Linked DNA regions of Mus musculus: all the other regions are linked to region 1. A link is a contact called in public Hi-C and promoter capture Hi-C data. All regions are on one chromosome and are shown on one strand. Each heading gives the region's core, a stretch centred on a gene start, on an enhancer-like site or on the middle of the called end of the contact. The rest is flanking DNA. Distances are from core to core; before and after follow the strand shown.

What was found. Promoter capture Hi-C pulls out the DNA fragments that hold promoters and counts their contacts. A called contact is a pair of places that touch in the nucleus more often than the background predicts.
Region 2: a contact with region 1 is called in a Hi-C map of uterus, with 2.9 times the contacts expected there. The contact joins the enhancer-like site here to the promoter of Lrig1 in region 1. A contact is called at or near these places in 3 of 39 promoter capture datasets (3T3-L1-derived adipocytes, cranial neural crest and liver), 1 of 484 Hi-C or Micro-C datasets (uterus) and 5 of 115 datasets of contacts at active chromatin or transcription factors (craniofacial prominence, embryonic limb bud, embryonic stem cells and 2 more).
Region 3: a promoter capture Hi-C map of cranial neural crest shows a contact between it and region 1. The contact joins the enhancer-like site here to the promoter of Lrig1 in region 1. A contact is called at or near these places in 4 of 39 promoter capture datasets (3T3-L1-derived adipocytes, cranial neural crest, liver and 1 more), 2 of 484 Hi-C or Micro-C datasets (the HL-1 cell line and olfactory sensory neurons) and 2 of 115 datasets of contacts at active chromatin or transcription factors (craniofacial prominence and pancreatic cancer cells).

The regions. Positions count from the first base shown.
Region 1 is chr6:94,698,440-94,701,402 of GRCm38.p6, forward strand. It overlaps Lrig1 (leucine-rich repeats and immunoglobulin-like domains 1), which reads right to left and starts at 1,706. Exons shown (of 19, transcript NM_008377.2): 1 at 1,023-1,706. The coding sequence starts at 1,246.
Region 2 is chr6:94,834,452-94,837,338 of GRCm38.p6, forward strand. No RefSeq gene overlaps it. Among named protein-coding and RNA genes, the nearest start is that of 4930511E03Rik, 110 kb to the right of the region's middle. Within about 2 kb of position 1,435, at least 10 of the 459 cell types and tissues checked have an H3K27ac peak or open chromatin away from gene starts, as enhancers often do. A contact at or near this core is called in uterus, where this site is marked.
Region 3 is chr6:94,887,963-94,890,792 of GRCm38.p6, forward strand. No RefSeq gene overlaps it. Among named protein-coding and RNA genes, the nearest start is that of 4930511E03Rik, 54 kb to the right of the region's middle. Within about 2 kb of position 1,524, at least 11 of the 459 cell types and tissues checked have an H3K27ac peak or open chromatin away from gene starts, as enhancers often do.

The DNA of each region.
Region 1 (2,963 bases), core at 456-2,955:
CAATGCTATTCTACTCCACTTTGTTTACAGAAATCTAATGTTCCCAACGAACCCCAATCCCAGCAGCACAGAAGTGCACCTAAACTGACAGAGCTAGCCAGGCCCCCTGTCACCTTCTCCCATAGTAGCACTACTCCACAACTAACTTGTGCCATTTATGGAGGAGAAACTCGAGGGTAGGAGCAGACCCAGCCCCAGTGGATCAAGCCCAAGGGGACCCCAGGGAACAGACAGGAAGGGATCTGGAACACAGTTCCTGTACTTGCCAGCCATGCGGAAAAGAGCTAACAGCCACACTCAGACATCTCCAAGAACTGTCTCAAAGCTTCTCAACTCCTGGCTTCTTCAGGACAGGGTCCCTTTTGCCCTGGCCAATGCCAAGTCAAGCCACCACGATTGTCTGGTGATCAGGAGACTGCAACACATACTCACTAATACACAGTATAAATAGCATGAACCCTGGAGATGTGAGTCACTGTCATTCATTACCAACTGAAGGTAAGTTGAGGGAACTCAAGACACCTAAGGGCTGGGTTACATACAGCACAGGAGAAAAGATACAGCCATGGATCCCAATCCCAACACAGGCTCCTACACTCTGCCATTGCGTCCGTCTCACATGCACACAAATTCGCTCACCTCCACTCTACACACACACATATTTCGCGCTCCACAGCACTCTCACTCAGTTTCAAATCACAAACCGGTGGCTCACCTCCACGGCCCACACTCGCTGACTTCCAGACTTCACGAGGCACACTCGATCACCCTTACAGGATCACTCATGTCCTGCATCCTCTCCACAACACACGCTCGCCGCAAGGCAGGCTCCTCCAGAATCACGCTCACCTTCAAACCCCAGAAGCAGAGTCCTCTCTCCCGAGCTCCCACGCGTGACCTCCACTCGGCCACCCACAAGTCTCCCCAGCCCACAGAGCGCACTCCGCACCCTCTCCGGCTGAGCACACCAGCAGCCCCGTCTTAGTGACAGCGCCCGGACGAGAGGCAAAGGCGATACTCACAGGCTGCGCGTCCAGGAGGGCAGGTCCCGGGGCAGCGTCGCCAGCCCGCGCCCACTGCAGTCCAGCGAGTCCCCGGCGCAAGTGCAGGCGGCCGCGCAGGGGGCCCGCGGGCCAGCCTGGGCGCCCGCTGACTCCGGCCATTGCAGTAGCAGCAAGAGCAGCCAGAGCAGAAGGCGAGGCGCAAGGCGCGGGGCTCCGAGCACTCCCGGACCGGGCCGCGCCATCTTGTCTGGAACGCGCCGCGAAGCCGGGGAGCGAGGGCTGCGAGGTGCGGGCGGCCGCGGGCGCGGGCTGCGCTCGGAGCTAGGCTCCGCGCCGGGACATGGACGCCCGACTCCAGTCGGCTCCGGGGCCGCGGCGCTCAGCCGGCACGCTCTGCCCGGGCCGCTTCGCAGCACCCTGCGGGGACCGCCACCCCCGCGCCCATCCGGGCCGAGCCCCGCGCGCGGCGAACTCTGTGGAGTCCCGCAGTGAGTGCCCGGCCGCCGCTGCTCGTCCTTCCCGCCGCGCTGAGAGTCGCCTTCAGAGCTCGGGCGCACGCCGAGAGCCGCCGCCTCTGAGGACTGAAAACGCTTAGCCTCGGCCTCTGCGCGTGGCGCGGGCGGGCATCTCACTGAGGGCGCTGAGCTGATGATAGCCGTGGACCCCACGCGCCTGCCCGTCCCGGAGCGGCCGGAGCGCACCGTGCCTCAGCGCTGCGAACAATCAGCGGCCAGCCGCTCCGCGGTCCAGCCCCGCGGCCCCAGGCCCCGCCCCGGCTGCTCGCCCTCACACACCCCTCCGATGGGGCCCCGGGGCGCAGATCGGCCCACGTTGGCTGCAGGGCTACAGCATTACGCCCCGCCCTGCCCGTTGCTCATTGGCTCCTGGAGCGCCTTTTTGGCGTCCTAACCCATAAGAGCGCTCGCTCCCTGAGGTCCCGCCTCCGCTCGCTTTTCCCACCCAAGGTGTGAAAGGCGGGGACGGGGCGGGGAAAAGGAGAGGCGTGCTGCCTCCTCTTAAAGGAGACTTGTAGGGTTTTGGCTACCAAGTACCAGAATCTGGAAAAGTGGCCTAAGCTTCGGTCCATTGAGCCTAGGAGAAGAGAGAAAGTTTGTAATCCACGGGTTTGGGAGCTATCTGGACCCAAGGTTTATTCTGCTCTCCTAAACTAAAAACATCATGGTGGATTTACAGCAAACGAGCACCCTTTTTCAGGTGCCTTGCAAAAGAAAAAAAAAAAAGATTTAAAACTTGCTTTCATGAGTTTCTCAGCTATTTCCTCAGAGGTGGGGCCCCCTTTCCCATCTGTGCTCCACACTCGTTCTTCTTGATATCTTTAATCCAGAAATGTGTCCTTGACTACCGAAATGACTGTGTGCTGCAGAAATTGAATCTTGAGGGCACGCCCACTTCCCCGCCCCTAGTTAGTTGAAGGATAGTTCGGGAAGTGCTCTGGACTTGGATAAAGGGGGTTGCTGTGGTGGTGTGTTTTGTTATTGAAAATCAGTGCCTTTAAAATACAATTTCCAAGAAATTATCCGTGACGTGCTCTTTATAGACAGTGAGAGAGGTGGGGGGAGGGAGAGAGGAGAGAGAGAGAGAGAGAGAGAGAGAGAGAGAGAGAGAGAGAGAGAGAGAGAGAGAACCTGTTAGTTTGGCAAACACGGATCAGAATAGATTGATAGCCGCCATGTGAAACAGTGCTTGGACATAGGCGAGCACACGCGCGCGAACACACACACACTTAATGGAGTGGGGCGGGGGGGCGGGGGGAAGAGATTAGCACTGTAATACATATCTGCCGCCTCTGGGCGGTTTGACTTGCTGATGTCCGAACTGCACACAGGGTCAGGGAAACTAAGGCGCTGGAGTCTTCTGGAAAACATTTGTTCCAGCACGGTTAAATCTAACTTAGGCTTTATAGAAAGGGAGTAGGAACGCTGTTCATCGGGAAGAAAA
Region 2 (2,887 bases), core at 185-2,684, 140 kb after region 1:
CCCTAGCTGGAACACAGTGGGGCCTGGGGCCATTCAGGACACACAACATATAGCAAAGTGGGTGGTTTGTTGCATGTCTTGACAATCATGTAAAAGGTCTTGATCATGCCAACAAATGTGAACAGGCAGCCTTTGTGGCCAGGAAGCTGACCCTGATGGGAGTGTGGAGCACACACCTCTGGCTTTCTGCACTGTCCCCAGGGCTTGGCCTATAGCACACCAGGTTACCTTAAGGAATTTGGAAGCAAACAGGAAAACTCTGGGTCACACAATGGAGGGACCATGCTTTGCCCTTTCACACATCAGTCTTTTCGGGTGAATGGCTCCAAGCCTTCTGAGTCTTGCCTTATGGAACAATTGGCCCCTTCAGTTAACTTGCCAGCAGCAATCAGTTACTCCTCCTAGCCATAAATTACAACTATTCTTTTTTTTTTGAGGGGGAAGAAATTAAAGTAACAAAGGGAAGGAGTTGTAAAGAAGGAAACTGTCAGAACAGCAAAGGTTTGAGTAATTAGTTGGGTCTTTTGGTTTAGGGTTGACTGACTTTCAGTTTGAATTTTGATTTGGAGTTTTATTGGAACAAAGAGACCCTACTTTAATTCACTTTCCAGCTGAGATCGTGATCAGGTGGGTGACAATAACTGGGGTATGGGGCGGGACTCAACCCACAATCCTTGTTACAGAGGTTTTCATTCTGATCCTGCAACTTCACTGATTGTTGTTTTATTTGTTTAGAACTCCCGCTTCTGGTTGCTGAAGGCCTCTCCTGGTTGGATCTCAAATGTCCCTTCCAGGCTTATGTGGTATGTGACTAGGAGGTCCCTAACTGAGGAGGCTATTTGGTATGTGATGAAACTTTTGGTACTTGTGGCATAACTGCTAGACACACACAAATAGGGACAGGCTTTAAGGTGATAGCCCATCTCTGGTTGGGTCTCACTGCATGTACTTCCTGTATCCCGCTGCAGTGTTTGTAGCTACCTATGGACAGCAAGGGCCAAGCCATGATGAACTGTATTCTTTCAACCTTGAAAAGAAATACACCTCTTTTCCCTTAAGTTGCTCAAAGAAAGAAAAAGAAAGGTATCAAACACACCCCTGTTCCGTGAAACAAGATAACCATATCCACCGAATCTGGTTCATTAAGTATGACCATAAAATCACCTTATTCACCGATAGTGCAAAAGCTGCTTGAAGCAGTTCATTCCATGGAGTCTCATTTAAAAATAAAGAGGAAATTTCCCAGGTGACTAATAGTTTTTCATTGTTCTCAAGGCACCTGGAAGAACTGGCTTGCTCTCAATTATTCTGAGAAATGAAGGACTTCTGAAAAAAAAGAAAGAAAGAAAAAAGAGAGAGAGGATTCCAAAGTCCACAGGGCAAAGCCATCTGCTTCCACAGAGAAAAACGCTGAGCATTTGCTAAGCATGGGGCTGGCTGGGCTAGCCCCATCAAGGTCAGATTTATGTATTTTCTCTGGAACTGGAATTTTTGTACACCAGGCATAATACCATGGGGTATTTACAGTGTAAACATTTTTTCTAAAGTAAACAGCTGCATTCCCTGGCTGGCTAAACCCCTCAGCCCCAGATGCAGGAGCTAGAACCTGCTCAGTAAGCAGGTGCATCCTAACTCGGAGGAAGCTTTTCTTTGTGCCTGACTCCCAGAGTGTCTGAACATTTTTCTCCTTCCAGTGACGTAACCTCATGACTTCTGAAAACAGATGAAAGGGCGATTCCTTTCTTAGTTTCCCCCTTGATTTAAAAAAATAAAAATAAAAAAGGGCTAGGCTATAGCAGTCAGAGGGGAAAAGTTTGGTGGCTTTGGAGTCTGAGGCATTCACTGCAAGTCACTTTATCTTCATTTTCTTTTTCTTGTTTTCAGTTTTCCTCCTTTCCTAAAAGCAGGATTGGGAATTGGGGAGCAGGGGTGGGGGTGTAGGGAGTGTGGGGAGTGTGGGGGTTAGAAAGGGAAATAAAGACCAGAATATGGAAACTGCTTTACCACATAGGATGTCAATGGTTTTCACGCAAGCACATGAGCGTGAGTGTGAGTGTGTATGTATGTGTGTGCAGTGATCGTGTTTATATTTGTGTATACAATCTACAGAGAGTTTTAACTTTCTACCTTGTTTGAGATGGAGTCTCTGATGGTTTTTCACTGTGTGTGCTAGGCTATCTGGCCAGTGCATTTCCCAGGATCCTCTTGTCTCTACCTCCCATCTCTTTGTAGGAATGCTGGGATTACAGACGTGCATGCTACCATGCTTGGCTTTGTGGGGGTTCTGGGTATTTGAACTTAGCTTGTGTGGCCAGCACTTGACCCAGGGAACCACCTTTCTAGACCCTCAAGGGTTATTTTTGCTATAGATTTCATTGGTGCTGATGAAAAGTCACAAGCACTTTCTGAAGATAAGACTTTAAAAAAACATGTAGAGGTTGAGCGAAGGGGTCAGAGGTATCCATATTTTACTCATTCAATTGACGTGTATTAAATGGCTATTAGGTGTTGGGGGTTAGATACTACAGTGATGAAGGCAAATAGTCCCCTTTGTAAGGAACCAAAACAGTGAACCCTCAATAGCTAACTTCAAGATCTTCACAATTCCAACATTTATCCTTGTGGAGGACGGACATTGTTGGGTAGTGGTAAAATGCAAATGCTATGTGGGAAAGGCTGCCATATTTCTGTGATACTAAAAATCCTTGCAAAATCGTGGAATTCAAAGTCCCTTGGCATCATGGGAGAATGGCAGCTCAAGAGCAGGAGACTGAGTTTCTGTCTGTTGTGTTAAGGTGTCCCATGCGAGTATTAGTCCTCCTCAGGGACTCAGCTTTCCTATAAGAGAAGACATTGGAAGGGCTTTTGATTGGCTTCCAACTGTATG
Region 3 (2,830 bases), core at 274-2,773, 190 kb after region 1:
CAAGAAAATGTCCTAAAGACTTACTTACAGGTAATCTGATGGAGACATTTTCTCAATTAAGGTTTCCTCTTTTTGGATGATTCTAATTTCTGTCAAGTTGATATAAAATTTAGCACAAATGCTTCTCAATTTGGGGTTATATTGTGGGGGGGATTTGACCCTGTTTAGAGACATTTTGATGGTCATAACGTGTATGTGTGTGTGTGTGTCTATTCCTAGTAAATAGAGGTCAAAGACAGTCAATATCTTAAAGAAAACATCCAGGAACTATTCCCTGGCCCACAACACCAAGCCTGAGGAGTGGTACTAAATCTACTGTATTCTCTTCTAGCCTCCCCTTCAGAATTTTGGTAGCTGGGATGGGGCAAAGCACGGCAGTAGAACATTTGCCCAGCAGGTACAAAACTCTGAGTCAACCCCCCAATAAGCAATTGAACGTAACTCCACAGCGCTCCTTAAGGGTAAAAGTCAGCAGTACATGATTTCTCACCCTGATGGAAGCTAACCCTTCTTTAGACCCGGATCCCTGGTACATTTGCTATCATTCGGGCCTCATCCCTTCTCTAGCAGACACTCCACAGCCGACAAATGCTGATACAGTCTCAAGCACACGTTCTTTGGGACAGGCCACAAAGTGCCTTTGTGTCTGGTGGGTCTTGCCCTTGTCGACAGGAAGAAGGGAACACCCACAGGCCTAATTTTAGTTTGAAAGTTTAGTACCAATGTGTTAGGGTTTGAAGTGAGGTTATGCAAGGATATGATGAATTCGTGACCTGGGCATGGGAATACCCCATGGTGATATTTTGAAGAATGGAAATTGGAATGGCAACAAATGTGAGAAGGGACACAGCAATGCCCACAACCTTCCTCAATTTCTAGAGGACAGTTAAGGTAAATGACACTCCCATACCCCAGATGGTTTTCTAAACACAAATAACATTGTTGTGCTTTATAGAATGTTGAACATGCTGCCCGGGCAACAACCACTCTGCTGACCTGGGAACCTTTAACTCTGTTATCAAAGGAGCTGGAATAATAAAATGAACCTCGTTGTGCAATTGTCTTGGCTTCCTTGGAACCCCTTGTCTCCTGCTTTAATTGTTACAGTATTTAATCAGGAGGCAACTTGGCTACTCCCACAAATGTATCAAGCTTCATCTAGGAAAATAGCTTTGACGTATTTTTTCTCTACATCCACCAAATAATACATTTGCCTCTGGGACCTCCCAGGGAAATCTGTGGGCAAAGAAGCTATGAGAAGACAGGGACCACCCAACAAACTCAGTCATCACATGAGGGCGGAGCCTTGTGGGTCCTCGTCTGCCACTGTGTCTGGCTACCAGTTGGCAACAGTGAGCAAATAACTTAGTCCCTAAGCCAACCCTGAATTCCAGGAAATTAAAGTTCAGTAAATAACTCTGCACAGATCTTCGAGAGAAACGTCAAGGAGACGGTATCCCGAATGGCTCTAAAAATAGCCAGGTAATTGCCTTTGAAGCTCTCTTGAGAAGATGCACTTAGCTGAAGGAGTGAAGCCGCGAAGGACTCCTTTGTTTGTTGACAGGTGCTGTCTCTATGTAGTCAGCCAGTCACCTCTGAAGTGGGTGTTGGCAACCCAATCAATATTTGGGTACTATGGAGTTACTATGCCACTGGGTTGACCGCCGTTAACAGCAAGGAAACCCATCGTGTGGCTTCTTTAGGCCATACTGTTTACTGAAATGATAACGCTGGCTTTCCTGACCTCGATGCTTGGTTCAGCTTGTCACACTTGGCCTGAACACTGTGGGAAGAGTATTCACCACCTCTCTCTCTGGTCTCCCTTGAGACTATTGATGCTCTTAATGCTACTTTAAAGATCCCCCTACCTTCTTTCCAAGCAAGATTGGAGAATCTAGACATGAAATGCTTCCGCAGAGCAGTGGCAGAGTTCAACCAGTTTGGCAAGTTGCTGCCTGCGGTTTAGGACCCACCGACCGCTTCACTTTCTCTCCTTGGTACTTTAATTCTTCCGTCTTGGCAGTAGACTGTGGAATAGACTTGCAGTCATGAAAAGTATGAAATTGTGTTTGTCTCAAATAGTTTGCTAGGTTCTTCATCAGTCAGAGGCCTACCACAGGTGTGAATATTTGTTTGTAATCCAAACATAGCAAAGTAAACGGTCGCATTTTGCACACCCCTCTTCCCATACAATGCTTTGAATATTTTCTTTGTGATGGTCAATGACTTTGTTTAACTTCAAAAACAGCCTGAATGGAAAGGAAGGGCTGGGAGACTTGAAACTGTTTGTACAAGGTCTGAAAGTGAGTGATGGCTAGGCTAAGCTGGGCATAGAGTCCTGACATTTTGTCAGCTCCCTGAGGAGGCAGATGTAATGTCCACGACTCACCTGCCATGTGTTGATGGAAAAACAACTCTGTCACGCATAGTTTTTAAGGCTACACACGTGACCTTTAACCTCAGAACCTTTCCAGAGTTTTCCACTGGGTATCAAAATTCTTTCAAATATTTCCAGCTGGGCATCTCCTTGAGCTGTAATTGCAGCTCAGCATTTTAACATTGGTGGCTATTGTTGAAGGAATATTTTCTCTCCCCCCATGGCAAGGACCATTTGGTGAACTCTCGCTGGTAGACAGAGGGAGGTGGGAAATTGCCAGGATTGTTAAAGCTTAGCCTTTTGCCTTCCAGTTGAATCCTAGAGTCCTGAAAGGGGAATATTTTTGTGGGTATTCAAGTTCCTGTCCTCATGTTAGGTTTCTAGACAGATCCTGGGAGACAAAGAACTTTTCCCTATTGTGAAGTTCAGTGTCTCCACAACAGAGTGGAAACT